Regions from separate parts of the Mus musculus genome. Here region 2 is linked to region 1. A link is a contact called in public HiChIP or PLAC-seq data. All regions are on one chromosome and are shown on one strand. The core of a region is the stretch at or near the end of the contact, and the rest is flanking DNA. Distances in the headings are between cores, read along the strand shown.

Region 1 (7,773 bases), core at 2,445-4,944:
TACTAAGTCTCCCTAAGGGTTCCCTGATTATCAATACTTATCAAGTGGGTATTTTACTCTAGAAATGCTATACAAAGTATATTCTATTTTGTTTCTGGAAATGGCTGACAGCTTTGACTCGGGGGCCTATGAAGAAGTGGTACAAACTCTTACCCAACGGTGTAGAATCAAAAGATGAACATAAATCTAACCGTCCTCCCTGCTGGTCATTTGCATGATGTAAAACAGTGTCTGTGAGCAGGAAGCATCAGCCGTGGCTTTGCTAAATGCTGCTTGTGTGAGCAGGGGGGTGGGTGGATGGGGGTGTTGGGTGGGGTGGGGTGGGGTGGGGTCATCAAATTCCAATCAAAGAGTCATGTTCTCACTGCTGAAATACTGTGGCTCCATCATTTCAAAGAACACCAGCTGCCAAGTTGCTCCCTTGACCAGTTTTACCAAAATATTTACCAGCTGAGAGTCATTTTCACGCTGCGGAAGCTGGTGGCCATCTTGATATTTACCTGTTTAATTTCTTCTAGGGCTCTCAGCTGATGAACCATTAGGTGAAGGAGACTTTTGTCTTTTTACTTTAACTGAGTGGTGGAAGAACTAGGGAGATAAGATCTGATCAGTGGCTTGGGCTCAGCTCTGTGCTCTTCCCATCTGGGCTGGGAACTGAGCTGCCCTTCTGCAGGGGGCACACCAGCAGCCCAGCTTCTCATTCTCAATACAGGGCAGGGTTTTTAGGTCACAATACACAATACATAATAAAGAACAAGAAAAAGAGGGTGATAATGGGAAGGATACAAGGCTGCAAGTCCAGATTGCCTTTGCTCTCTTGCTCTCTTTCCTCCTCTTCCTCCTCCTTCTCCATTTTCTCCTCTCATCCTTCCTTTTCTCTCTTCCTTTTTTTTTTTTTAGGTTTTGTATATATGTGTTCATGTGTATGCATAGGTATGTGTGCAGACAAAAACTGATATTAGGTGTCTTCTCAATCACTGTTCTAATTTTTTTGAGACAGGGTAATGTCTCATTGAACCTGGAGCACACTGATTTTTGGCTGGAATGGCTGTCCATGGAGCCCCAGGGATTTCCTTGTCCAATCAAAGAGAACTCTGCTATTTGATTAGAATTTGCTGAGCCCTGCTCCAACAAGCAACATTTAGCAACATAGCTGATGTTGTATCTGGGGATTTCAGGTGTGCAGCAACACACCTGGCTTTTTATATTGCTGCTGGTGATCTGAACATAGGTCCTTTGTGCAGATACTTTACTGGCCAAACCCTCTCAACCCATGTGTTTGTATTTTTTACCTTGATCAATGATTGGTGCTGATGTTGATGTGTTAGAAAGGGGATCATGGTGTAAACATGTGCTGACAGTTGCCTGTGTTAGAAAGGGGATCATGGTGTAAACATGTGCTGACAGTTGCCTGTTTACGCGCTGGAATTTGGAATGTACATATACACATATACGCATATAAGCATATACGCATATACACATATACACATATACACATATACACATATACACATATACACATATACACATATACACATATACACATATACACATATACACATATACACATATATACATAATCAGGAGGGAGAAGCTTCCTTTTCTCTCATCCTCAAGGCCCTGCTCCAGGCTGTGTGTATACACAAGCACCAGAAACCCAGCGTAGATGACCTTCCTGGGTCCATGGAACAGGGTAGTTGACAGTGGAGCAAACTGACACCATGTGTCTTCTGAAGGGGTGATGATTACTCAGACCCAGACTCGGTTGTCATATAGACATTCTTTAAACGTGAACAACCAGTTTTATGTTAAACCCTTTCTATGTTTGTCTCTTAGAGGCAACATCCTTCTATATAGCCCAAACTGGCCTCAAACTTATGGTGATCCTCCCGTCTCACCTAATTGCTGGGATGAAAAATCACATGCCATCATTCCTAGCTTGTTATCTTCTTTTGAAAGACAGAGTTTGCTCTCCCACCCTAGACTGTATCATGGCCACTGATTTTTGGATGTCTGCCCTCCAGTCTCAGAGCTACACAGTTCATCGTGAGGATTTCAAGCAGCAAACACTCTAAGACAGAAGCCATTGCACCCAGGGACCCTTCCCTCTCCACCCGATCCTCATCTCTGCCTCTTGCTGAGCCATCTACTTAAGGTGTGAAAACTCCGGTGACAGCAGATGCTGGCGAGGATGTGGAGAAAGAGGAACACTTTTCCATTGCTGGTGGGATTGCAAGCTGGTACAACCACTCTGGAAATCAGTGTGGCAGTTCCTCAGAAAATTGGACATAGTACTACTTGAAGACCCAGCTATACCACTCCTGGGCATATACCCAGAAGATATTCCAATATATAATAAGGACACATGCTCCACTATGTTCATAGCAGTCTTATTTATAATAGCCAGCAGCTGGAAACAATCCAGATGTTCCTCAACAGAGGAATGGATACAGAAAATATGGTACATTTACACAATGGAGTACTACTCAGCTATTAAAAACAATGAATTTATGAAATTCGTAGGCAAATAGATGGAACTAGAAAATATCATCCTGAGTGAGGTAACCCAATCACAAAAGAATACACATGCTATACACTCACTGATAAGTGGGTATCAGCCCAGAAGCTTGGAATATCCAAGATATAATTCACAAAACACATGAAACTCAGTAAGAAGGAAGACCGAAGTGTGGATATGTCGGTCCTTTTTAGAAGGGGAACAAATTACTCATGGAAGGAGATACAGAGACAAAGTGTGGAACAGAGACTGAAGGTATGACCATCCAGAGACTGCCCCATCTTGGAATCCATCCCATATACAGTCACCAAACGGAGACACTATCGTGGATGTTAACAAGTGCTTGCTGACAGGAGCCTGTTATAGCTGTCTGCTGAGAGGCTTTACCAGTGCCTGACAAATACTGAGGTAGATGCTTGCAGCCAACCATTGGACTGAGCACAGGGTCCCCAATGGAGGAGCTAGAGAAAGGACACAAGGAGCTGAAGGGGTTTACAGCCCCATAAGAGGAACAACAATATGAACTAACCAGTACCCCCAGAGCTCCCAGGGACTAAACCACCAACCAAAGAGCACACATGGTGGGACTCATGGCTCCAGCTGCATAGGCAGCAGAGAAAGACCTTTTTGGTCATCAGTGGGAGGAGAGGCACTTGGTCCTGTGAAGGCTCTATGTCCCATTGTAGGGCCAGGAAGTGAAAGTGGGTGGTTTTGTGAGCAGAGGGAAGGGAAGGGGATAAGGGGTTTTCAGGGAAAACCAGGGGAAACCAGGACAGGGGATAACATTTGAAATGTAAATAAAGAATATATATATATATAGGTGTGAAGTTCATGTGCATGTTTCTAAACATACCAGCCAGGAAGCCCTGAATTTTGCAGGCAGTTCTGTTTCATTTGTTTGCAAGTGCCTTTTCTGTGCATAGTGTACCCCCCCCCCCACACACACACCAAAAGGTCTAAGAAGTGAAGGGGACTCATGGTGTGAGCATTTTCTGTCCATATCCCTGGGGGAGGGGTCCCTTTAGTACTCAGTTATTCAAATGTGTATTCATTCTGGAAACATTTGAAGGATGTTTACATTGAAACCAGATGCCGGCTCCACAGACGGGGGAGGGGGGGCATTTCTGTGGCTTTTACTACTTCTCTCAGGGTTCTCAGTGGGGTCTTTGTTTCACTCAGGAGGCCAAAGAATGTGTCTTTTGTTTGTTTTTCTTTGCCCTGAGGGCTGGCCAGCCTCTGGAGAGAACCCCTGGCCATGCTGAGATTTGGCTAGTAGCCCTTTAGTTTTGCTTCTGAAAGTCACACCCACATTTGATGGTTCAAGGTTTCTGAGTGGCTACGTGCCTGGGCTTCTCCACAAGCTCTTGCTCTTTTCCCTCCTCCGTGTGCTTGAGGTTTTTACAGAGGTCTGGGCAAGCACTCAGCTCATGCTCCCAAATCGAGACGGTGAGCTCCTGCAGGAAACCCAGCAAAATGAAGCTAGGACTTCTAAAGACGTTGGGACCCTTCAAAAAGGCCATCAGCAACCGCAGCTTTTATTTAGTGGCTGAGCTGAACGCACAGCCAGGTAAAATGCTGGAAGGTCCATTTGTTCAAGGTCTCCAGCAATTGGTCTGAGGGAAGATGGAGAGACCTGAGTGTCCTTGATCTGAGCTCTTGACAGTGGAACATGTAGCAAGAACCAGAAATGGAGAAGGTTTAAGAGAAATTTAATGGCAGCAGAAACGTTTTCTAAGGAACAATGGTCTGCTTATGCTTTTGTTTGGTCTGACGCTTCTTTTTATTTATCAAGAGAAAAAATTTTTGAATACCTAATATATACTAACCAGACTATGTACTAGGAATAGAAGAACCCACAATAGTATAGTGTAAAAAATATAATATGGAGAAAAGAATATATATGATGGTAAGAAATCAGAGAAAGGCACCTGACGTAGACCAGGTAGTCTGTTGGTCCAAGAGTTCTCAGGATGGAGGTGGCCCCTAAGGTGAGCATGCGTGGACAATTCCTAGACCATAACTTCTCAGACGTTCATGTGCTTAAGTATCACACAGCAGTCAGTCTTGTTTTATGGATGATTTCAATCCAAAGGACTGGGAAGGAGCCTGACTTCTGCTTTCTTAGGATCTGTGAAATGTCAGTGTGCCCTGGCTAGCATTGACTATCGACGTGATGCTGCCTGGAATTACCTGTGAAAGGCTTCAATAATTATCTTTTTATTGGTTTGTTTTGTGGGTGTGTCTGTGAGGGATTGCTTTGATTACTAATGGATGTAGGAGAGCCTAGCCCACGGTGTGTGGTACCATTTCCTGGGCAGGTCAGGACCAAGGTGAGGATGGGCCTGAGCATACTAGCCAGCAAGCAGAATGTCTCCTTGGTTTCTATCTTATGTTCTTGCTTGAGTTCCTGGCCTAGCTTCCCTCAACGATGGACGGTGGCCTGGAAGTATAAGCCTAACAAACCCTTTCCTTCCCTAACTTGCTTTCGGCCAGAGTATTTTATCACAGCAACAGAGAAGTAACTAGACTAAGTAGGAAGGAGCTAAATGATGACCTGATATCAGAAGGGGGAAAAGGACACGACACAAATATCTCAACCAAAGGAATGTCCTGTCCAAAAAAGGAGATGGAGAAGCCCCTTGCCTAGGAATGGAAGTGTACAGATGAGCTTGACGACAGCAGCCGGGACAGGGTCACAAGCAAGCTTGATCACAGAATTCAGGACATGGGGATTTTTTTCTTCTTCTGAGAGTAAGAGGAGTACTCTTAAAGAGGTTAAAGACAAATGATGTCTAGAAGCACTTCATTTTAAAAGGGTCTCCCTGTCTGCCATGTGACAGTACCACACTAAAGATAGGAAGAGTGTTGTAGGAAAACTGTGCTGATCTACTTGAAAAAAAAGAGAAGATCTTGAACCAAAATCATGGGGAAATCAAACACCCAACTTCTGAAGGTTACAGAGCTGGATCTTGAAGTCTTTTAATGTCTGTCGGATCCTACCCATCTCTTAATAAACAGCATATTCAATATCTACATGAGTTAATTGTAAATGAGTCTTGGTCCCTATGATACACAGACAGGTATGTAACATGAACCTGAAAAGTGTTACACACATTTGTAAAGATATGTACACAGGTGTCTTGATTATCTCACACTCGTAATTCCATATTAATTCTCCAAAATAGATGCTTCTAGGAGGCAGGGCCTAGTTTTTAGAGGTAAGTCATGAGAGATGGCCCGTGTGCACCTGGTTCCAGTGTAGGTCTCTCTGCTTCCCTGGACTGTCTAGATGTAAGGAGCCTTTACCATGTTCCTACTGCCATGTATGTGCCATTGACTTCCCTGCTTGAATAGACGCCAGCCTCTGAAACCAGGAGCTCAAACAGGCTCTTCCACGTACAAAGTGTTTCTGTTGGGTGTCTTGTCACAGTGATAAGAAATGTAATTAACACAGTAAGGCAAGCTCAAGGCCTCCTGGCTTTCTGGGTCAGGCTATAGTTCATCTGTTCTCTGTGGTAATACAGAAAACAGGTCTCATATTCCATAAGATAATGACTGTCCATCAAGAGGCCACTTGGGGTTTCCAAGACAAAACACCAGAGTGGAGATTTATGCTCTGACTCCTCGGTTCATTGTGTATGTTTGCTGTAGCAGAACTTGTCTCTTCTTCAAGGAGAGGAGTCAGGAATGTGCCCATCCAAATTGAGCTGTGAGATGCTACTGTTTAAAGCTGAGGCCTAGCAGAAACCTCGGCGATATAGTGTCCTGTGGCTACTATGACTGAGCCATTGTTTGGAAGACTCCTCGAGCATTCAACTCTTGTAAGTGGAGAAAGGGAAAGACAGGGCAAATCCTCCCTTAGCTTGTCCCAAACGTCTCCTTTCCTGCTGACAAAAATCTATCCTACAAAATCAGTGAGTCTGTTATTTTAGGGTGTGCTCACTTCTCTGTAGACCTGCAAACTTTCTTCCCACCCTCACCTTGTGTATTCCTATTTTTCTTAGATATAGAATTTCCCTGAGATTTGCTTTTGGTGGAATATGGATTCTAATGGTAATTAATTTTATTCCCCCAAAGTTAAATATTTTCCACTAATTGGAATTTACACTTTTAGCATATGGCTCAAAAAACACAGGTGTTTTTTTTTTTTTGCATTTTATATTACTTAAGATGTAGCTAGCTTTTAGTAGTTTACAGTACCTTCATATTAAACATTTAGGGACAAAGGTTTCATTAAGAATCACATACATGGGAAGGATTGTGGGAGGGGCTGATTGGGAGGGGCAGTGAGCAAAATGTAAAGTAAGTAAAAAAAAATTAAAAGAAAATTTATACTTAACTTTTTTCTCAAAATCAAAGGATGGCTAAATGTCTAATAACCTGGACTGAAATAAAAACTGATGTCTGGCATCTCTACCACACGTGAAGTGACCACTGGTTTCCACCATTTCAGGCTCCCATAAACACAAAGTTCTTCATGAAAATCTTCTCACACACACACACACACACACACACACACACACGAGGTACACACACATACACAAGAGGTACACACACACACATACACAAGAGGTGCACACACACACACACATACACAAGAGGTATACACACACACACATACACAAGAGGTGCACACACACACAGACACACACACAAAGGGTGATGCGGTCCCATCCAGAACCCTGGGCCGTGCTCTCATGAAGTAAAGGACTGCTTATCACGTAGCAAATTACGAAACTGTATCCTGAGCTTTAGAGTCTATAAATCTGCGTGTTGTATGTAGTGACTCCAAAGAGGGAACCCTTTATTCTCAACCCACTCAACCATCAAACAAGCAAAAACAAAGAAGCCCAGGGTCTCCGAGAGCCTGCTAGAGCTTAAACACCAACCTCATCATTTACAAGAACTCACACCAAGGTTCATAAAAAAAGGAATAGTATATGGCCACAAAACTTAGCAATCAGGCAAGGGATGGATCCCAGACTTCTGTCTTTTTCCAGGATTTAGTTGCTTGGGCTTTTATTCATTTAAAATTAGTTTTTGAATGTGTAACATACTCACATGACTTAGGATTTAAAGGAGCAAAAGTTATAGTAAACGTCCTTCCCATCCTTACCTCTTGGCTTATTCTCGTAAATCTACTCTGGTCCCAGCCGCTGGCATCCCTTCCTGGAAACAGTCCCAGGGTATCAGGCAAGTATACACACTTACTCTCCATCACCGCCTGCATTATTACGCTTCTTGTTGCTGTGACT
Region 2 (7,773 bases), core at 3,313-5,812, 320 kb after region 1:
TGTGATGATAGACCATCTTTATGGTTGGGATCCCTTGAGATAACTACCCGGTGCAATCATCGCCATCTTGGATTCTAAGTCTGCTCTGTGATGTTCGCACCATGAGACTGCCTAGCAGTGCCTTCCTCAGATGTTATCTTAGAATGTTTCCCCAACCTCAGCCTATACATGTGTCTGCTCTGGACATTTCCATTCATTCTTGTCCATTTCGAAAAGTGAAGCTACTACAGGCAGAAGGGCCATATTGAATCTCCTTCTATTGTCTGGGCAGCCCCTTTCTTGAATTGTGGGTATAGACGGCAATGCCGTGAATGCCACTGTGGCTAACAGTGTGACCAGAAGCTTTTGTTTCCCGTGTGGATATGATAGCACCTGGGGCTCTGTTCATCTTGTCTCAGAGATGAGCTCCTCAGAGTGGGCTCAGAACTGGGCCATGCATTGTATTGTTCACACCGAGATAAGTGCGGGCTTTAGAAGAAAGCATTGTAGGTAGAACATTGGATATCATCCTGAAACCCAAGTGTGGGATCATGTGTTTTACTGTAGACTCGTGGGGAAGCTGATCCTTCATCAAAGATAATTTAAGAAGCATTACCGTAAAGGGTAACCATCACTGTTTAACTTGGTTCATTTACATATTAATCCCTTCATGTTGACCCTTGACCTCCATCAAATCTACAATGGCACAGACTCATTCTTTATTATTAACTTTTAAGATTCGAGATAATCGCAAGCCTAAAGAAAAGCTCTCGAGGACAGTGTGTTTCTATTCTAGACTGCTTGAGAATCACTGGGCACCGTGATGCTCTACTGCCTGAGTTTTATAACACACCCCTCACATTGGGTCTTTGGGATGCTTTTGTGTGATTACATCTCACTTTTGCTAGGGGAAAGCACAGCCAAATTGATGCTGCGTCCTCACAGTGTCTAAGCAAGTAGCACGTGGTATTAGCTCGTTCTGGGATAGACAGATCTTAGTTTTGACCATTCAATATCAACTTCCGATCACTTGATTAAGGAGTGTTTGAAAGGCTTCTCACAGAGAAGCTACATTTTCCTTTTGAAATGAATACATATTTTGTTTAGACACACCTGACTCTGGACTCTTTATCCCACTCCTTATCAGACTGGAAGTCTAGGATTTCTTTATATCAATATGGTCTCATGGAATCCCATTACATTCAATAACTAGTTTTCATTCGTCTTGTTATTTTTATCCTCATTTTATTTAGTCATGGTATGAAAATCCCTTCCAGATCTCTTTTGTGTCTTTTTGAGAAGCAGTTCTTTCAGCATTTCCCTCTGCTTTGTTATTGCATGGTGTTCTATTTTAGCTCGTACTTATCAGTCTTATCTCCAAAGAGCAAAGAGCGGTTATTCTCTTACAGTGGAATGGGATGTATACATCAAGATCAGCATGTGCGTCAATGTTGGATTGTCCACTAAGGCAGGCTTAACGAACATATTTGGAGATTAAGCATATCTACATTTATGTCTATCTTATCTATGTTTTTCTATCTATCTATCTATCTATCTATCTATCTATCTATCTATCTATCTATCTATCTATCTATCTATCTATGAAATCAAGAGTTCATGCAGAGATCTTTTCCAAAAGTTAGTGGCATGGGAGTGGTGAAAGGAGAGGGAGACTGTGAGTGTCCATGTCATGGTGTGGACTTGGAGGTCAGCAGACACCTTTTAGGAATCAGTTCTCACCTTCCATCTTGTTGAGCAGGCTCTTGTCTCTGCACCTGTGCTGTGTAGCCCAGGCTAGCCAATCTTCAGACTTCTCTGTAATTCTCCCATCTCTGCCTCCAGTCTCTCACTGTGGGGGTGCTGGGAATACAGATGTGCACCAACCATCTAGCTTTTCCCTGAGGTTCTTGGGAGTCAAGCTCAGACTGTCAGGGGTGCATGGTAAGCAATTCTACTCAGTCGGGGATCTTTTAATTCTGCTTTAATAGACTTATTCACATTTGTCATAAAAATTTCTTCCCTGGGGAGACAATTTTCACCCCATCTTTATAAACTCCCAAAGTCAAACCAAAGTATATTTTTTCCAAAGGTCATCCTAGGGGACCATTGAGCTTATTGAACTTATTTATAGAGCACTGGTAAAGGATTGCTTACAGGAGTGTATTGACCCCAAAGCTTTAAGTCTTTACCTAGCTTGGATGATGGCTTCCCCGTAGCTGCATAAATGTAGCTTCCCCCATTGGTTAACCTTCCCTAGTCTATGTGTTCTAGAGACCCCTGAGACCTGGAGGCTGTGTGCAGAATTACATAGATTGTGGCTGGGAGGGGCAAGAGAGAGTACTGGGAATCTCGGGTAAGGGTCCAGGGACCCTCCCCCATCTGCGCTTCCTATGAGGGAACAGACATGCTGGTGATGGTCTTATGTAAGCAGGTGCAGCTTGTCTGATGCAGATGGCGGCAGTTTTGCTCAGAGGCCAGTGTTCTAGGAAACGCTCCTGCCCTTTCCATATTTGCAGCTTACTCCTTGATATCCTCAGTGTGGTATTTGTTTGGCCCTTCTACCCACACCATTTAACCAAGCTCCTATTTTCTTCATTAAATTATGAACCAGTATTCATTTCTAGATGATCGCCTCCCCTTCCTGCATTCCATTTACCTCTGTCACTGCTGTCCCTTGTCCACCTTGCTCTGACTCCACAGTCCTCCATAGGCCACTGCGTTCTCCTCCCAGGCCCTCTGCTGGCATCATGGTTTTTAGCCCCAGCTAATGACTCTTGGACCGAGCTGTTCAGGAAGGAAAGGGAAGGGTGGGCTGTGGAGGAGGAAGAGCTCGGAGACTTCCTCGATGGGTTTTTAATGCCTTCGGGTCACAGGCCAGAGCCAGCTAAGTGCTTAAGGCAAGAAAACTATCAGGGAAAGTTTTCTCCAGTGGTTAGCCACAAGAACTTGGCTTTCCCCAACAAGTCTTACTGGTCCAGTTCTCCTTGGAATTGTTTTGGCTGGAGCTGGTTTGGCACGGAGATGGAGGTTAAGCATCCTGTCCTGGAGAAAAGTCTTTGTACCATGTGATTGCAGCCCCAGCTTGGGAGCTACTGCACAGGCCAGTGATGGTGCTCCCCAGAAGTTGGAAGCCTAACTGATGGAGAAACATTCTGTGAGCTTCTTGGCTCCTGCTTGCATGGAAGCCATGGTTTGCCTGCGTCAACTGCATTACTTCATTGTGGAACCTTCTGGAAGTCCATGTAGCTGATGGGCAAATTGGACTATTTGATTCACTATGACAAAATACTTGGGGCTGAGTCATTTATAAACAATAGAAATTATTGAAATTTCTCGGAGTTGTAGAGATTGGGATGTCCAAGATTAAGGTCCCAGCAAGGACCCATATCCTAGATTATAGAGGGAACCCCTTCTTGATGTACTCATGTGGTGGGAAGGCAACTAAATAGATCCCTGTGTCTTCTTTCATAATGACATTAATACTATCCATGTTGCCTCTGACCCCATGGTCTGATCACCTTCCCAAAGTCCCCCCTAATAGCATACAATCGTAACTACATTTCAATGTATCTGTGAGGTTCCCGGAACACCAGACCATAGCAGGGGGTATTTCGAATTCTCCACTCAGTCTCTTAATGGAATCCGTCCCCATATTGCTCCAGCTTTACTTCTGCCATGTAAACAATTGTTAGGTGTAAGGAGATGCTGCTGCCTAGTCTGGTTCCCCCAGCTGGTGTGCCTGTCAGGCTTCCTGCCTCCCCTACAAGGATTGAATTTACTGTACAAGATGCCCGAGTGCCAGGGTTGGCTCACTGACCTCCAGTTACCCGGTCCCAGCGACCTTAGAACCTAACCTCCCACTTTAGGAATGTGAATCTCCCTCCCTGTGTCTTAGTCACACTGTGCTCGTTTTCATCCTTGTAAGAAGACATTAACTGCTTGATGCTTCTCTAATCACAGCATTCAGGAGGCAAGAGGCAGGCAGATCCAGTTCGAGACCAGCCTGGTTCACATAGTGAGTTTCAGGATAGCCAAGGCTATGCTATGTGTAGAGAGATATTGTCTTGAAAAACCAAACCAAACCAAACCAAACCAAACCAAACCAAACCAAATCACCACCACCACCCCCCCCAAAAAAAAAGAAGAAAGAAAGAAAGAAAGAAAGAAAGAAAGAAAGAAAGAAAGAAAGAGAAATAATCTGAGTTTATGTTCTGTCCTGGTTTTCTTATTACGTTGAACACAGTCATAGTCATAGTGTGATGTGGACAGACTCCACTCCTTCGTATTTACATTCAGAATATGTAGAAAAGATACAATGTGGGGTGTCCTAGGATCGCAGCATGGAGAGAGGAACCAAAATTAAAGTGAATACAAATTCAGGCTTCTTTCTTTCCGAGCCTGGAAACCTCTGGAGTGTTGCTTGGCCAGCCGGCCTCTTACTTAGTTTGCGATCCCGGAGGAAGTTTGACACATTACTCCGGCAATTTGTGGGTTGGAACTTCTGGCTCCAACATGGGTCTCATGAATGAAATATTGCTAGGGTTTCCTCTGCACCGCTTCATGTTTCCTGCCAGAAGTGACTCAGTAGGTTTTGTGTGATTCAGATCAGATTAATGATATTAGGTGATGAAAGATAATGTCTGAGCTCCTTATCTAGTAGAAATCATGCTGGCCACATGCTGGATCCTAAACAGTAAGCAGACAAAGTCTGCTGAGAGCGAGGGTGCTGTGACCTAAAAACCCCCATTCCCTGGATATTGAAAAGACATTTGGATGGTGTTCCTCACTCCCTCCTTTTACAAGAGTGGGGTGAAGGCCCATAATTCCTGCCTGGGGGGCTGAGGGAGGGGGTGTTCGAAGCCCGTCTAGGCTAGAGTTAGCTGGGAGCCAGTTTAGGCAACTTGACAAGATTCTTTCTCAAAATAAAATAAGAGGGAAAGAGCTGGAAGAGTTCAACAGTAGAGCACTAGCCTAGCATGCGCAAGTGGGTTCAATCCCTAGTGTTTCAAAAAGGAGAGAAAGAAAGGGGGAAAAGAAGTCCCTTGACAGATTTATGAGCCGAATTAATGGGAAACACATATATTAGGGTAAAATTCCCTTGAGAGAATGGGGTTGGGGGGTTACCCAAACATCCTTTTAAACTCACGTGAGAATTACGAACTTAATTAAGAGCTTCCCAGTCTTTGCATATTGTGGACACCAGCAGACACTTCTCAGTGTGTGTATCTATTGTTAGGAACTCGAGTTTCACTTCCAGGCCAAGTCCAGCTGGCTGTGTGAAGTAGCATAAGCTTTGTGTGGAAGGTCCCACAGGTGGTTGGTGTCCACCGCTGTTTCCGGAACATTCTTTGCTGATGTAAATCTAAGCCATGCTAGCTGAAACTTAACACAAGACCTTAAAGCTGTGTATAGTACTAGCTACTTCATGGGTTCCCATTTGTCACCTACTCCTTCCAAAAGCCCTTCAAAATAATGGTCAAAATGATAGGAACACATGAGGCTATGTGCACAGATGCCTACACACAAACATGCACATACATGAGTGCGTACACACACACACAAACTTTTTTTTTTGAGACAAAGTTTTACTCTATAGCCCAGGCATCACTGGATCTACCTACCTGTCTATCTATCTATCTATCTATCTATCTATCTATCTATCTATCTACCTATCATCTATCTATCTCTATCTATCCCTCCATTTATCCATTCATCTATCCATGTATCTATGTAGCTTTTGCAAAGGAAAACCATATTGCCATTCTCCTGAGAATTAGACTCCCAGCTATCCTCTGTGACAAGCCTGTGTATGGTAATGACTTTCAGAAAAAGCAAAGCATCTCACTTCAATTCATATCATATCATATCATATCATATCATATCATATCAATTCTCTCTCTCTCTCTCTCTCTCTCCCTCTCTCTCTCTCTCTCTCTCTCTCTCTCTCTCTGTGTGTGTGTGTGTGTGTGTGTGTGTGTGTCTGTGTGTGTGTGTGTGTTTCTGGGGGAAGGGGGGCTGCAGAAGTGTAGCAAAGCTACCCTGGTAATCTGCATGGCTCCTTGATGTTTTAATGCCTCAGTTACAAATAAGCTAAATTGCTGGTACTTGCCAAATATTTAGGCTAAGGGGGTGTACTGGGTAGTTTTGTGTCAACTTGACACAGCTGGAGTTATCACAGAGAAAGGAGCTTCAGTTAAGGAAATGCCTCCATGAGATCCAACTGTAAGGCATTTTCTCAATTAGTGATCAAGGGAGGAGGTCCCCTTGTGGATGGGACCATCTCTGGGCTGGTAGTCTTGGGTTCTGTAAGAGAGCAGGCTGAGCAAGCCAGGGGAGGCAAGCCAGTAAAGACCATCCCTCAATGGCCTCTGTATCAGCTCCTGCACCTTGCCCTGCTTGAGATGCAGTCCAGACTTCCTTTGGTGATGAACAGCAGAGTGGAAGTGTAAGCTGAATAAACCCTTTCCTCCCCAATTTGCTTCTTGGTCATGTAGGAATAGAAACCCTGACTAAGACAAATTGGTACCAGCAGAGTGGGGTATTCCTGTGACAACCTGACCATGTTTTGGGGAGGACTGTGGAAGGACTTGGAACTTTGGGCTAGAAGATCCATTTGGTGTTAAGAGCTCTGTCACCTGTTGTGTAGGAGCTTGGAAGATAATGTTGAGAACAGTGCAGAAGATGGAGGCCTGGCTTGTGAAATTTCAGAGGGAAAATTAAAGACTCTTTTAAGGGCCAGTGCTATTTTGGAGTTTGATTATTCTGTGGTTCTGGTTAGCTGGGCTGGAGAATCAGCTGTGATTAACAAGATACCAGAACTACTAAAGCAAAACCTATGCAGTACTGGGACTATTGATACTGGTTAGCTGGAGCTAAGAAAATTAGCGGTGATTAAGAAGAGACCAGCATCGTTGAGGTGACATCTTCTGGGAAGTGTTTTCTGAAAGCACAAAGAGGCTGTGTTCCAGAGATAGCCAAGGTTGTACTCTTGCTGCAGCAGGACTTGGTAATATGTAAGGGTCACCCAGGTGGTACTGGTTTTGAAGGCATGAAGGGGTCATGCAGAGCAGCTGAGGCTCAGCACTGTGAGAGGCCATGGAAGGCCATTGGTGAAGGTGCAGCCTCAGTTGCAATTGATGGCCCAGGACTACAGGGGTCATGCAGTGTTTTAGAGTTGCCAGTACCATGAGATGACCACCAAGAGCAGCAGCAGTGGAGGAGCCCAGAAGATCGTGAGTTGGATCCCAGACACTGGATGGTTGGAGGTTGGTTTTAGCTTTTGATTGTGACTGTGCCCTGGTATTTTTCCCCTCTTGAAGGAAGTTTTTTTAGTGAAGCCCACAATTAAGAGACTTTTAATTGTAAAGACTTTGGATTTTAAGAGAGATTGAAATTTTAAGAATTTGTAAAGACTGTGGGACTTTTAAAGTTATTTAGATCTTGGGGATGAATAAGAAACTAAGGGTTGAGGCTTACTAGTGATGTGTTTGTGTGTCAAGTTGACAAGGGGTCAATTGTACTGGCTGGTTTTGTGTCAACTTGACACAGCTGGAGTTATTACAGAGAAAGGAGCTTCAGTTGAGGAAATGCCTGCATGAGATCCAACTGCAAGGCATTTTCTCAATTAGTGATCAAGGGGGAAAGGTCTCTTGTGGGTGGGACCATCCCTGGGCTGGTAGTCTTGGGTTCTGTAAGAGAGCAGGCTGAGCAAGCCAGGTGAGGCAAGCCAGTGAGTAACATCCCTCCATGGCTTCTGCATCTGCTCCTGCTTCCTGACCTGCTTGAGTTCCAGTC

The links. HiChIP or PLAC-seq counts read pairs in DNA pulled down with a chosen protein or histone mark.
Region 2: a contact with region 1 is called in a CTCF HiChIP or PLAC-seq map of the NIH/3T3 cell line, with 5 read pairs. The contact joins two enhancer-like sites. A contact is called at or near these places in 1 of 15 datasets of contacts at CTCF or cohesin (the NIH/3T3 cell line) and 1 of 9 other capture datasets (embryonic tail).

The regions. Positions count from the first base shown.
Region 1 is chr4:57,540,262-57,548,034 of GRCm38.p6, forward strand. It overlaps a transcript of Pakap not described here. Among named protein-coding and RNA genes, the nearest start is that of Pakap, 24 kb to the right of the region's middle. RefSeq lists an enhancer at 2,118-6,092. Within about 2 kb of position 3,695, at least 98 of the 459 cell types and tissues checked have an H3K27ac peak or open chromatin away from gene starts, as enhancers often do. A contact at or near this core is called in the NIH/3T3 cell line, where this site is marked.
Region 2 is chr4:57,857,544-57,865,316 of GRCm38.p6, forward strand. All of the region lies in intron 8 of Pakap (paralemmin A kinase anchor protein), which reads left to right. Among named protein-coding and RNA genes, the nearest start is that of Gm26138, 16 kb to the right of the region's middle. Within about 2 kb of position 4,563, at least 60 of the 459 cell types and tissues checked have an H3K27ac peak or open chromatin away from gene starts, as enhancers often do. A contact at or near this core is called in the NIH/3T3 cell line, where this site is marked.